2 separate regions of the Anser cygnoides genome follow, and region 2 is linked to region 1. The links are chromatin contacts, called in public Hi-C maps. All regions are on one chromosome and are shown on one strand. Each heading gives the region's core, a stretch centred on a gene start, on an enhancer-like site or on the middle of the called end of the contact. The rest is flanking DNA. Distances are from core to core; before and after follow the strand shown.

Region 1 (6,422 bases), core at 1,185-3,684:
ACTGCAACCTGTTTGTCCCTGGGGCAGGGCTGGTGCTGCAAGCAGCCTCTGGCACGTTTGGTTTTTTTTTTTTTTGGCCAGTTTGAGGGGTTTGGGGCTGGTTTGAGGGGGTTTTGGCCACTCGTTGTAGAGCGAGAGGCAGCCACTTGGTGCCCAACCCCATTTGCGCCCGCTCGTCCCCCACCACAGCCCCACGGATTTGTTGGCGTGCGTTTAACACCTGGTCTGATTTTTTTTTTTTAAATTTTCTTATTTTTGTGGTCCTTTGGGGATCCAGGAGTCGGAGTCAATGATCCTTGTGGGTCCCTTCCAGCTCGGATATTCTATGATCCTATGATAACCCCATGAACTGAAGGGTTTGCCCAAAGGTCTCCCCAGGAGGATGCGGTGCGAGCCAGAGCCCTCGGCTCCCCGGCATCGGTGCTGAGCCTCAGGGGCGCACCCAAGGGTGCCAGCCCCAGCGCCCTGACCCCAAAACAACAAATGAAACCCCCCCAAGATGGCTTTGGGGAGCAGAACCCCCGATGCCCCAGGGGTTCATCTCCGAGCAGAGCCGAAGCAGGGGACGGGCAGCGCCCGGTGTCACGGCCCCGCGAGGACGTGCGCGGGCGCTCGGCGGCATTACGCACGTGGCAAGGAATAGCAAGGCACTGGAAGCAGAGCCACCGGCCCCGAGCTCTGGCGGTCTCCAGGTCTGCAGCTCGGGCCCAAACGAGGTGAAACCCCCCTCACGCCTCAATTGGACTTTTGGGGGTGGGCACACAACGGGCGCAGAGCGAGCCCTTCGCCGCCGCCGCACCGCCCGCCCTCGCCGGTTTCTCTCTTACCCCTGGAACTCTTCGTAATTCCTAACTTAATTTCTTTTGACATCCTCATTGCCGGCTTGACCTCTTTACTGGAATCATGTGCCGCTTAAAACTCATTATCCCACCATTGAAACAGGAAGCTAATTAAAAACCCTTTAAAAAAAAAAAGAGGGGAAAAAAATGATAGAGGAAAAAAATGAGAAAGGGAAAAAAAAAAAAAGCACACCCAGTGTTCAGTGGTGTACGGAGAGGGGACGTGGCCAAGCTGCCGTGCCGTGCCGTGCCGTGCCGTGCCGTGCCGTGCCATGCCGTGCCATCAAGGGCTCCCGCAGAGTCCCAGGAGGCACTAACCCAGGAGCAGCGGTCCCAGCAAAGCCCCCCCCCATGCCGAGGGCTGGGCTTGGCCCCATTTTTTGGTTACCCCTGACAGCAAAAATGTTCGGGTCGTGGACCCAACCCCGAGCAGCTCCCGTTGGCCGCGGGTTTTGGCCCCTCCACCCTCGCACGGCTGGATCTGAAGGTGGGAGAGGCAGACGGGGAACTGTGGGGGCGCCGAATTTGGAGGGGGCAGCACCCTGCGGAGCAGCACCCCGCAGGCACCCCAAGGGTCCCAACGCAGAAGGGGATGGGGCACAGCAGGATGGGGCCCCCTGTGTGCTAGGTCCCCTCTGTGCACCCCTAGGTGGGGGTCCTGGGTGGGCTTGGGGTCCCTTGGGGAGCTCAGCGGCTCCAAAGGGGAGCTGGAGACCCCAAAGTGGTGGTGGTGGGGGGGGGGGGGGTCAGGACCCCTGGTGCACCCCAAAAGGGGTAACCGGGGAGGGGCTAGAATCCCATGGGGGGCACTGGGGTCCCAGAGGATGCTCTGAGGACCCCAAAATGGGGTCAGGACCCCAAATTGTGGGGGCTGGGGTCCCAGAGGATGCTCTGAGGACCCCAAAATGGGGTCAGGACCCCAAATTGTGGGGGCTGGGGTCCCACAGGACGCTCTGAGGACCCCAAAATGAGGTCAGGACCCCAAATTGTGGGGGCTGGGGTCACAGAGGACGCTCTGAGGACCCCAAAATGGGGTCAGGACCCCAAATTGTGGGGGCTGGGGTCCCAGAGGACGCTCTGAGGACCTCAACATGAGGTCGGGACCCCCAAAATGAGGTGGGGACCCCAAATTTTGGGGGGGGGGGGGGCTGGGATCCCACGGCAGGGCCGTGGGGACCCTGCGGGGAGGGGGGGGGGGGGTGAGGACCCCAAAAAGGGGACCCCCTACAGGGGGGTGCAGGCCATGCTGGGGGGAGGGGGCAGAACCCCCGAGGGGAGGGGCCGAACCCCCCCCCCCGCTCCCCCCGCCCCCCGGGGCCGCCCCCGCCCCCTCCGCGCCGCGCGCGCCGGTTACGCCATCCGGTGGGCGTGGCCGGCGTGAGAGGGGGGAGGGGGCGGGGAGAGCGGGCGCCAGCCAATGAGCGGCCGCGGCGGCGGCAGGCCCCGCCCCCTCGGGGGGCTGGGGCGGGCTCGAGGCGGCCTCGCGCCCCATTGAGAAAAATCCCGCGGCGGCGGCGGCTCCGCTCCGCCGCGCACGGCCCCGGCCCCGGCCCCGGCCCCGGCAGCGAGGGGCGGGCGGGCGATGCGAGCAGCCCCGGGGGGGGGGGGGCCCGCCCGCCGCCGCCGCCGCCGCCCCCGCCACCCACCCTCCGCCGCCGCCGCCGCCCGCCCAGCAGCCAGCCGGGGCGCCGGGCTCGCCCCCCGCCGAGCGATGTCCAGGAGGAAACAGAGCAACCCCCGGCAGATCAAACGTGAGTCCCGGTTCGTCCCCCCGCTGCTATCTCGCCTCGCTTATTTTTAATTTATTTTTAATTTTTTGCACACCCCCCCCCCCCCCCCCCCCCCCCGCACTTTCCCCTCTGCCCCAGTCCCCACCACGGGAGCCCCGTTCCCGGTTGTGCCCGGTGCCCGCTGCCCCCCCCCGCCCCGTTCCCCAGCTCCGTGCCCCGTTCCCCGTCCCCGTTCCCCGTCCCCGTTCCCCGTCCCCGTTCCCCAGCCCCGTTCCCCGTCCCCGTTCCCCATCTCATCCCGGCCCCCTTCCCCGTTCCCCACCTCGTCCCCGCCGCCCCCCCCCCCCCCCCCCCCCCCCCCCCTTTCCCCTCCCCGGCGGCGCTGCCAGCTCGGTGGCTCCTCCGGTACCGGCTCCCGATGGGGGCCCCCGATAAGGCTGGAAAATATTCCGCTCCGCGAGTCCCGGCCCGATAAAGATCGCTCCGTCGGGACGGCCTCAAATTGGGATCTTATCTCCCCTGCCCGCCGCTCAGCCGCAGCGGGGCAGGGGCTCCCCGGGCCGCCCACGGGGGTTCCGTCTCCCGTGGGACACCCCCGGCTCCGGGGGGGGCTCCCCCGGCACCCTGAGGCCCCTTAGGGCGGGGAGGAGGTTGGGATCCCGGGGGTGTCGCTCCGGGACCCCCCCCCCCCGAGCCCCGTTATCGGCGCCCACCGGCGCGATGCCGCGATGTGCCGCCGCGTCTTCCAAGAAATTGGGCGAAGCGCTGGAAGTTTTTTCGGTGCCGGGCTCGGTTGGCTGCTTTTTTTTCCCCCCCCTTCCTCCCTGTTGGTTTTCTTTTCTCTCTCTCTCTTTTTTTTTTTTTTTTCTTCCCCTTGAGTCGATCGAAGCCGGCGATAAGGCCGAGATGCGAGGATAGGGAAGGCTGGCCACCATGTGATAATACAGCTTTATCTTTCTCTTGAAATAATTGCAAGGCTGAGTTGCACCTACCTGTTTCCCTGCCTGGGGTGATTGTTCTGGTGATAAAGCTCAGCTAGACTTTTACCCGGGTAGAGTTAAAAATAGTCCCGGCTGCCTCCTTGAATTTTTTTTCCTTTTTAATTTTATTTTTTCCTTTTGGATAGTTCTTTTTTTTTATCCGACTTCCGTGGGTTTCCTTCCCCGCGCCTGGGCGGCGAAGCCCCTCTCGCGGGCGGCTCCGTCCCCGGTGGCGATGGAGCACGCGAGCTCCAGCTGGGGGGAAAACGGGAGAAGCCTCTCCGGTAGCCCCAGTAACCGATCGGGGCGATAGCATCCTGCCGGCCCGTGGGCTCCGCGCCACGGCCACGGGGAGCCCACGGAGGACGGGAGGGGGGGCAGAGGGGGCCGCCGGGGCGCTCAGCCTCCGCGGGCGCGCTGGCGGGGCGCGGGCGGCTCGGCTCTCCCTTCCCCGGCTGCTTTCTGCCGAGATGTGAAGAAATGATAAAGTGGGAGGCTGATCTCAGGCCGCCAGCGATGGCCAAAACTGATTAAAAGCTGAAAGCTTGGAACCCTTCCTGTATGTGTCAACATGAAAACAGTCATTAGAGACGTGGAGCGCCGCGAGAGCGCGTTTCGGCTGCCTCCGACTGCTCTCTCCTGAGGAGGGAAAGTATGCATGAATCAGGGCTCTGGTAACCAGACTCCTCTAATGTACAGACCGGACCTGTTTCCACAAAGTCTATCCTTTTTATCATCTCGGCTGGAGCATTAAAACCTCCTCCAGATTCGTATCTGCTTATTTTATTTTCCTCAGTGACGCTATGTTCTCTCTCTGTCTTCATCTCTCTTTTTTTTTTTTATTATATTTTTTTTCTTTTTTTTTTTCTCATTTCTTTTTTCTGAAGCCCGATGAGCAGCGCAGATAAGGCTCGGAGGGGAGATCGCAGGGAGAGCGGGCGATCGCCAAGAGCGATAAGACAAAGATCAGACACTGGACTATATTTAACCAGCTGCTTTAACCTTCTCCTTCAGCTTTCTGTGCCGAAGCCTTTCTGACGCAGCGACTTTCCCCGGGGATGGGTGCGGGGTGGGGGGGGTCCTGAGCCCCCTCCCGGCGGCAGGGTGCTGCCCGGAGCCCCCCGGCAGCAGGAAGGCTCTGCCAGCCCGTGGCAGCTCCGTGGAGGCTTTTCAGCTTGTGGCAAAAGCTTTTTCGTTTTGCGGGGGCCCTCCTGCCTGATACCTGCCCCAGGGGACCGTGCCTGGGGGGGGGCGGTTGCGGCTCGGCCCCCCGCTCCGTCAGCAGCGCTGAAAACGCAGCAGCCTCCCTGCAGCTGCTGCTGCTTTATTTTAATTTCATTTCATTTTATTTTTTTTTTTTTCTCTTCTGCCTTTTGTTCTGCTGGTAGATAGATGCGAGGGGCTGATAGAGAGCAGGAGCTGATCTCTCGCCCTGATAGCCTGTTATATTTATTAACTTCAAACAGGGGAGCGCGGGCACACAGCTGAGGAGCGAGGCTCCTGGCAGCTGCGTGTGCGTGCGCTCACAGCGCCGGGTCCTCAGATGGGGGAGCCGATAAGCCGCAGATTGATCTCGTGCTGCCGATGTGCCTCTCTCCGGGTGCCGTTGTTTTAATATATATGTGTTGTTTGTTGTTTTTTTTTTTTTTCCTCCCCCCCTTCCTAAATTAACTGGAAGCGAACATTTTTTGTAGTAGTTTGCAGGAGCCTGCCTGCGGTTTTTTTTTCTTTTTCTTTTTTTTTTTTCTTTTCCCTTTCTATTCTGCTTTCAGCTAGAGTAGATCTGAGCTCCCGATAAGCGCGGAGGCCCGATCTCCATCCTGATAAAGATTGTCAGGGGAGATAAGGGCCACTTATCTCTCCCGACCAGACTGGAGCAGGATTCGCTACAATAACAAACACTGAAAAGAGGGGCAAAAGGGCTCCAACAATTTGTTCCACTGCAAATGTGATTAATGCAGGCGCTCTAATTATCTGATGGGGGGCAGCTGCATGTGTGTTTTCATTTCGCAGGGTGTGTTGGGTTTTTTTTGTTTTTTTTCTCCCCCCACATGCTCGCGCTCCGAAACAAGCCTCGTGTAGAAGACGAGCTCTCCTCAGCGCCTTTTATCACCTACAGATGTTGCATTAGTTCGACGAGGGCTGACTTTCTTTTCCGATCGCTATCGCCCCGTTCTGCTCCGCGCAGCAAACACACGGCGGTGGTTTGTTGTTTTTTTTGGGGGGGGGGGGGGCAGCGCAGTCACATTTTTGCGCGGGGATATTTTTTTAATTGCTATTAGATGGTGTTAGATAGCGGGCGTGATCTGTGCTGGTAAAACCCTGCCTCCTTCTCGATGGGGTGGTGTATTTTTTTTTTTTTTATTTTATTTCCCTCCCTCCCTCGCTCAGCTCTGCCCGCGGGCGCTGCGTGCCGGGGCCGTGGGAGCCATCCTTCCCGGGAGCGGGGCGCTTGTGGAAAGCCGGAGTGAATTTCTTGTAAAGATTCCAGTAGCCGGCCCAGAGCCTATTTTTAGTGCCGGCGCGGTAACCCCGTGCCTTTTGATCCTCCCGGCACGCCTCCTGCCCTCTTCTCCTGCAGTTTGCCCTCTGAGCGGTCCTTTCCTTTCGGTAGCGTGCAGGTGACTAACTACCTCCGCTTTCTGATTTATTTTTATTTTTTTCCCCTCGCTGCCGCGCTTTTCCGTCCGCCGTCAGCCTCCGCCGCTCCGTGCCTCGGTTTCCCCCACGGGCGCCCGCCGGGGAGGGATGCTCCGGGACGGGTGGGCGTTGGGATGGCTGGGGTGGCGGATTTTTTTTCCCCCCACCTTGGGCTGCTCCGCTGGCTGGGGAGGGTTCCCCGCCTCGTCTGCAGGGAGGACCCGAGGACAGGG
Region 2 (6,422 bases), core at 1,490-3,989, 390 kb before region 1:
CCTTGTATGAGCTCTTCCTGGAACGTTTGGTAGCACAAACTGAGTTTTGATTTCTCAGTGCAGCTCCCAATGGACAAGTGTTCACAGGAAAAAAAACACGGCATCATTTAGCCCCTTATTGGGAACTGACACGGATAACCCCCAAAATAATGAGTTTCTCTATCACATGTCAAGACAGAGATCTCAGCCCTTCTCCACTTTGCCTTCTTACTCCACCAAAGGATTTCAAATAATTTTCCTAGAGCAATACCGTTACCAATTAAACAGAAATGCCACACTAATAGTAATATGTTCCATTTCTGAAGTTTTAAATTCTATAGGCCTTAAGGTTTTGTGGTATATTAAGACTGAACAGGTAGGAAAGTGAGGAACTGTGCATAGGGATTCTGTGCTGCTGATTTTTAGGTTTCATTACTTTTTAATGAAGGGTCTAGATTTATATTTTCTCTATGGCTTCTGCAATCGGAAGTCATTGGACTTGCAGTCTTAATTTATTACTTCAAATATAAAGATGAATAAATAACAAAGTGAGGATACAGAATAATAAGAAATCTTTTTAACCATAGTTACAGTAGATTCTCCGGATTTCTCCTCTGAAGCAGTAATTCATATCACTGCACACGATGAGCAGTATGGTATGAGCCCAATCATTACCCTTTTAGGCACAGGTGTTGGTTTTAGCTGTTGAATCTCAAACATTAAAAAAGTTTGCTGATAATTACAGGTAAAGGAGTGATACAGATGTTGCTTGTGACTATTAGGATATGTTCTCATGTGTGTACATCCTTGTGCAAATGGGTGTACCTACAGTTGTACAGGCTTCTAATTAGAGCCTCTAATCTGAATTCGTTAGAAAAGCTGCTAGTACATACACCTAGTTAATACACTTAATCTGAATTTCGTAGAAAAGCTACTGTTTTGTAAGGCTAAAACATTGTTTTTATAAATATTACTGTGGGGCTTTTCTTTGACTAGACGAATGTCTTCATTTTTCATTATTAATGAAAAAAACAAGTTTCTAAACATGCTTGTAAGTGGAAAAAACTGATAAGGAAGGGAGTTTAAGGAACTTCAGTGTATTACTAAGAAAGTACTCTAAACATGTCAGAAAAGGAAAAAATACTGTCATGGATGCATACGTGACTTACATTTTGCATTAGGAACATGTTAATGGTTCTTCTTGTGGACGCTTCACTAGCAACAAAATCTAATGCTAATCTTGCTTCTAGAATTGGGCATCTTCTACAGATTTTAAAGGCACTTTTTAAATGAAGGTGAAAATACCGTTATGTTACTTGATTGAATACCCATTCTGTATTATATTTTCAGAATAAAACACGTTTTCTGTTCTGAGGAGCAAAAAAGGGAAAATTTAGACTGAGAACTCAGACAGATATTGCATACATTCTATAATTATAAAAACTGCTCTTTTTTCTCATGATTGATAGAGAAGCTTGCATATTATATCTTACATACAGCTTCCATGTCTGGGAATATATACACAGCACACACTGCACTCGGCAGCTAATCTATCTGTTTTTCTGAAGTGCTGGTCACTTAGTGGCAGAAAGTATTTTGGTGTCACCTTCCAAAATGCACTTACAAGTGTAGAGCTGTTAAACGTGGATGCTTATTGAATATTTCTTGTAACTTTCAGGAGAAACAAAGCCTTGTGCTAGTCTCCATCCATACTGCTTTGTGTTCTATCTGCCACATAAGATAAAATCAGCTGTTTTCTCATTATTTAAGTAAATATAAGTTTTATCGTTTGATAATTTAAATAGAGGAGAATCACATTGTAGTTTTCAAGGAGGAATATGGCTATTCTTTGAGAAAAGTAAGCTAAATATTTTTACAGAGGAAAAATAGTGGAAACAAAGGGATTTCTTAGATGTAAAATGTTACTCTTGACTATTGCTCCAGCTGCCATTATCTCCACACGAGCGAGTAGACGTGTAATCTCTGGCTGGCCTCATCACAAGTCATATCTGAAGATAAGTTAACCAGCATTTTAAATAACTAAGCCTTTGACATTTTAGTTTATGCATATATTGCACCTCAATAAGTCATTCACTGTAGATCTCCTAGACCCAAAATTTCAAGGGCTTTGTGGTTTGTACTTCTGTAGGGCCTTATTTTCAAAACTGAACATTGTAGTGTCTATTAAAGTCACCCAGAATCAGTTTGTATGAATTTCATTGGAGACAGTCAAAGCCTTGCTTGACAAAATTGTTTTAAAGCCTATTTCTTCATTAGAGTTAAGTTAAAATCACAAACTTAACGCACAGAAATAATGAACAATATTTTAATTGTGCATGTGGAGAGGAATCACGCAATTCAGTAAGGTATTTCTATCTCTCCTTTCTCTCCTTCTGTTCATTTTTTTCTTTAATCTCTCAGTCACATTCTCAAATTTCCCTTTTTAGTTACCTGACGAAAGAACAACAATTACATTTGTTATCTTTGTACCTCTGCATCTCTCTTACACAGGTGACAAAATGAAATACTTACACGCATCATTCCTGTCTTTATGAGTGCAGGTAGCCAGGCTGCAGAGTCGTGCTGGCGGACTCCAGAGCGTTTTCAGCTGCTTGTATAAATGTACCAGAGTATTTGTCTTCACGTTATTCATTATTATCACCTTGGAACTTGAAAACTTTGGTTAGTCAAACAGCCAGAGGAGCTTTCTGGAGTCTAGCAACCTATCAACACAGAGGAAAAAATGCTGTGGACATACAGCTTCAAGGGATCTCCAGGCCTATTTATAAAAAAAAATTGAGAGCACCCTTTCCTGGTTGGAGAGAGGGAGCTAACCAAACAGTTAATTTTCAACTTATCCCTGGAATGGCTTTTTTCATTGGCTCTAATTTAGTTGGAGGCTGGGCTAGTTGGTAATTATTTGTGCACTTTCCGGGCTTTCTCTCATGTGGCTCCAAGAATACCAAAGGGTTACAAAAACCACTCTTTTGTATGCAAGGAGAGGTTTCTTATCACTTCTTCACCCTACATTCTTTTGAATGCTGATAGCTAACAGTTGCTATCATTGACAGTTGTGGTTCTGAGGAGCGGTGACCGCTCAAGCTGAGGAATTTGCAGAAATCTCGTAGATACAAAGGCTTGCCCAGCAGAACAGGCGGAGCAGCCTCCTACAGAAAAGCATTGCAGCTCCTAGCACGTAATACAGTATTATTGCACCGTCAGGGTGAAGAAACTCTTTCTGAACTATAAGGTGTCTCATAAGAAGGATCATTTCTTACAGGTTAGAAACAGGAACAGACCCAAGGAACCATCATTACCCCTCCCACTCACTTAAGCTCAAAAACCACTTTGGCTCAGCCCTCTCCAGTGGGGAGAACAGGGTTTCCTGACCTGTTTCTTAGGGATGAAAGCATGAGGAGAGTTACTCCCTTATTTCCACGTACAATTCTAATAATGTTTGTTAGCTGATGTGGAAGATCCATATTTAAGTTACTCCCTTGCACTGTGGGACGTTTCTGTCACCAGATTGGCCTTCCTGCCCTAGCTGCAGAGAGAAGCACTTCTTACAGCTGTAGACCAAGCAACTCATTTTCCAGGGACTTTTTTTGTGGTGTTATTACAGGCCCTTTAGGATTAAGATGGAATGACATGAGAAAAGAGTGCCTGGGCACGCCAGGGAATGAGAGCCAGCCCTCTGACTGTGCCGCGGTCACTCTTAGCTCAATGCCCTCACCCACAGGGGCTGAGCACAGCAGGCAGAGCTGGGCACAGCTCAGTGGCCATCAGCAGTCCCAAACGCAGCAAGCAGCAGGTCCAAGGTCCAACCTGAGAGCCTGGACAGGAGCAAAAGGAGACAGGGCCAAACGCAAGCAACAACAGGGGTCCGAAGTCCTTCTTGGAGACAGGGCCAAAAGCAAGCCTGAAGACAAGTGCCCCAGCAACAAAACTTAAAAGGGCTGAGCCTGAGCTTAAACAGCCTCCTGGGTCATGGGTGGGAGTGTGGTGTAGGCTCCTGGTGAGCCTCAAGGCCATTAAGACTTATTATTGGCAACCTCAGCCTCAGGTTTTGTAAGGCCTTTAATAATTCTTACTTAAGTATTTGTAAAATTCATGTGGTCATTTTCCTCCGTTAAGCACATTGGAATGCATATTGTGAAAGCTACAGAACCTATCAGGGACAGAGCAAGCTGAAATGATAAGACTATCATACTAATGATAAGTATTCTGACATTAAAAATCAGTCCTTTCTTAATCCATAAAATGACATGTAAAGAATTTTTCACTATGTGTTTTTATGTAACAAATACTGGTATTTTGAATTAGAAACTTATTTGCTCATTGACATTTTCATTAAATACACGTGTATCTGTCATCTCTTACTGCCCAGTGGGTAAGTGCAAGGCTTAGGCTCAGGGAATCCTCTTTAGTATCCTAAAGTGGCAGGCGTATCTGTGTTATTTACTATTCCAACACCAACTATGTAGGAGAGTCTTTCTTAATAGTTGTTGTTTATTACCTCAGCTGCGTGCCTCAGAGTGTCTTAAGAGCAAGCCACTGTTAGCCAAGAGTTCTGTCTGCAAAAAAAGTGCAAAATCAGACTTCTGGTTTTGCTCGTAATTGTGGATAATCACGTACGTGGAGTGTAACTGGATACAATGGAAATGTGCTTACTTAGTTTTCGCAGGAACTGGAGAAGTAAAAATTGAGAAATTTCTGGCTGTTACTACCTGTCTGACTTTACTGTAAGGGCCTTCAGACTGGACAGAGAGGATCAATATTTGTTTTCTTTCTGATGTTTACTTGAGGGTTGCCAGTATGTACATTCTGTAGTCATTTAATTCTGTGCAGCCTTATCAACATTTTGATTCTGCTGAAGAACTATTCAAATCGCTCTGAATCAACAGCTTTCTTTCCTGAAAGAAAGGTGGCCGATGCACTGTATGTACTTTATTATTTACAGCTATTTCTGTGAAGTCCGAAGCTCAGTTCAGAGCCAGCAGGGAGCAAAACCTTGTTGCTTTTAGGACAAGAAGTATGGAAGTTAAGTGCAGCCACTGGAGAGAAACGCGTCCTCCTTGCTGAAATGCAAAGCCTAGACAGCTCAGAGTATAATCAGACGTGAGCACATTAACAATGTGAAGGAAAACTGTTACACCTGAGATGTTCTGCTCTTCTTTCCATCTTTCAGTTCCAGTTTTTGGCTTTGTTTCTTGGCCATGGGGCACTTAGTTCTCCTTTCACGGGAGTCCGTATTACAATATATTTTATCTATCTTTCTGTCCAGCGTGCTGTCTCTCACCATTTGGAATTCAAGCTTCAGAGAAGATAGAGGAAAAAATCTCTTAATTTCCCGATTCATGGAATATTTCAATCATAGTGTTTGAAGAAATCTGCTTCTCCTGGCATTATGCTTGCAAGGGTGTTCCTGTGCTAATATTGCCTTAATTGCAACATTGGCAAGCCAAGCCCAAAAAGTCCGGGGAAAAAAATAGGCTTACAATTTTACTATAGTTAGAAAGATATAAAGTGATTTCATAGTTAACATTTTCCTCATCTAGTTACGGCTTTATAACAGCTGACAGTATGATCAATCAAAGGGTGGGAAGCTGCGAGGTGTCCATGGGAAACCTCTGCAGCGGCTAAAAATATCACCTGGGGTAGCTGTCACAAGGCAGTCAGATCGTTTCTCTGTGGGCTTTCACACTCATTTCTCTGTGGATTGGCACACGCTTCCCATGGGTTACATATTACTTCAGCCTAAGGAGAGCTTTTCTTTCACATCCAGAACTTGCTAGAACTTTCGTTGATGTGATTGATCCCTCGCCCTCTAACCACCTCTGCTCTCTCCAGTTTTTTGTTCTCTCTCTTGCAACAGGGGGCCCCAAATTGGCCAGAGGATTCCACATACGTTCCCACAAGCGCTTAGGAGGGGGGGAACGGTCACTTGTCTTGATGTGCTGGCCATGCTCTTTCTAACGTAACCCTCTGAGCTGTTAATTCGCATCACCGCGAGGTGCATTGCTGAGCTTCTCAGTCAGTCCCTAGGCTGTACCAAACGCATGGGAATACACCAGCCAAAATGCAGGATTTTGTGTTTGTCTCTGTTAAATTCCTGAGCCCATCTGGCTTGTTGGCACTGCTCTGAATGGTAACCCCACTGCCCTGCACGTCAGCGAGCGTGGTGTTATATGGAAACTGCTGATGGGACTCCCACCACTGATGAAGGTTTACGCTTAATTTGTCGTACCTTTAACACCTGAAAAACAAGCTACCTTGCAAATAATTTGAAGCAAATGTGGGTCTGGGATTAGGAGATAATCTCGGTGGATTCGAAAAGACTGATGATGATAATGGTACCTGACCAAGTAAACGTGGGCTGCAGCAAACCTGAACAAAGCTAGCAAACAAGCAAATACTGGGCAAAGATATCGGCCGCGTAACAG

Evidence for each region. A called contact is a pair of places that touch in the nucleus more often than the background predicts.
Region 2: a Hi-C map of liver shows a contact between it and region 1, with 1.8 times the contacts expected there. The contact joins the promoter of CA5A here to the promoter of ZFPM1 in region 1. A contact is called at or near these places in 2 of 7 Hi-C or Micro-C datasets (both in liver).

Annotation. Positions count from the first base shown.
Region 1 is chr12:1,966,678-1,973,099 of Taihu_goose_T2T_genome, reverse strand. It overlaps ZFPM1 (zinc finger protein, FOG family member 1), which reads left to right and starts at 2,434. Exons shown (of 11, transcript XM_067004314.1): 1 at 2,434-2,590. The coding sequence starts at 2,551.
Region 2 is chr12:2,357,768-2,364,189 of Taihu_goose_T2T_genome, reverse strand. It overlaps CA5A (carbonic anhydrase 5A), which reads right to left and starts at 2,739. Exons shown (of 7, transcript XM_013197592.3): 1 at 2,512-2,739. The coding sequence starts at 2,632.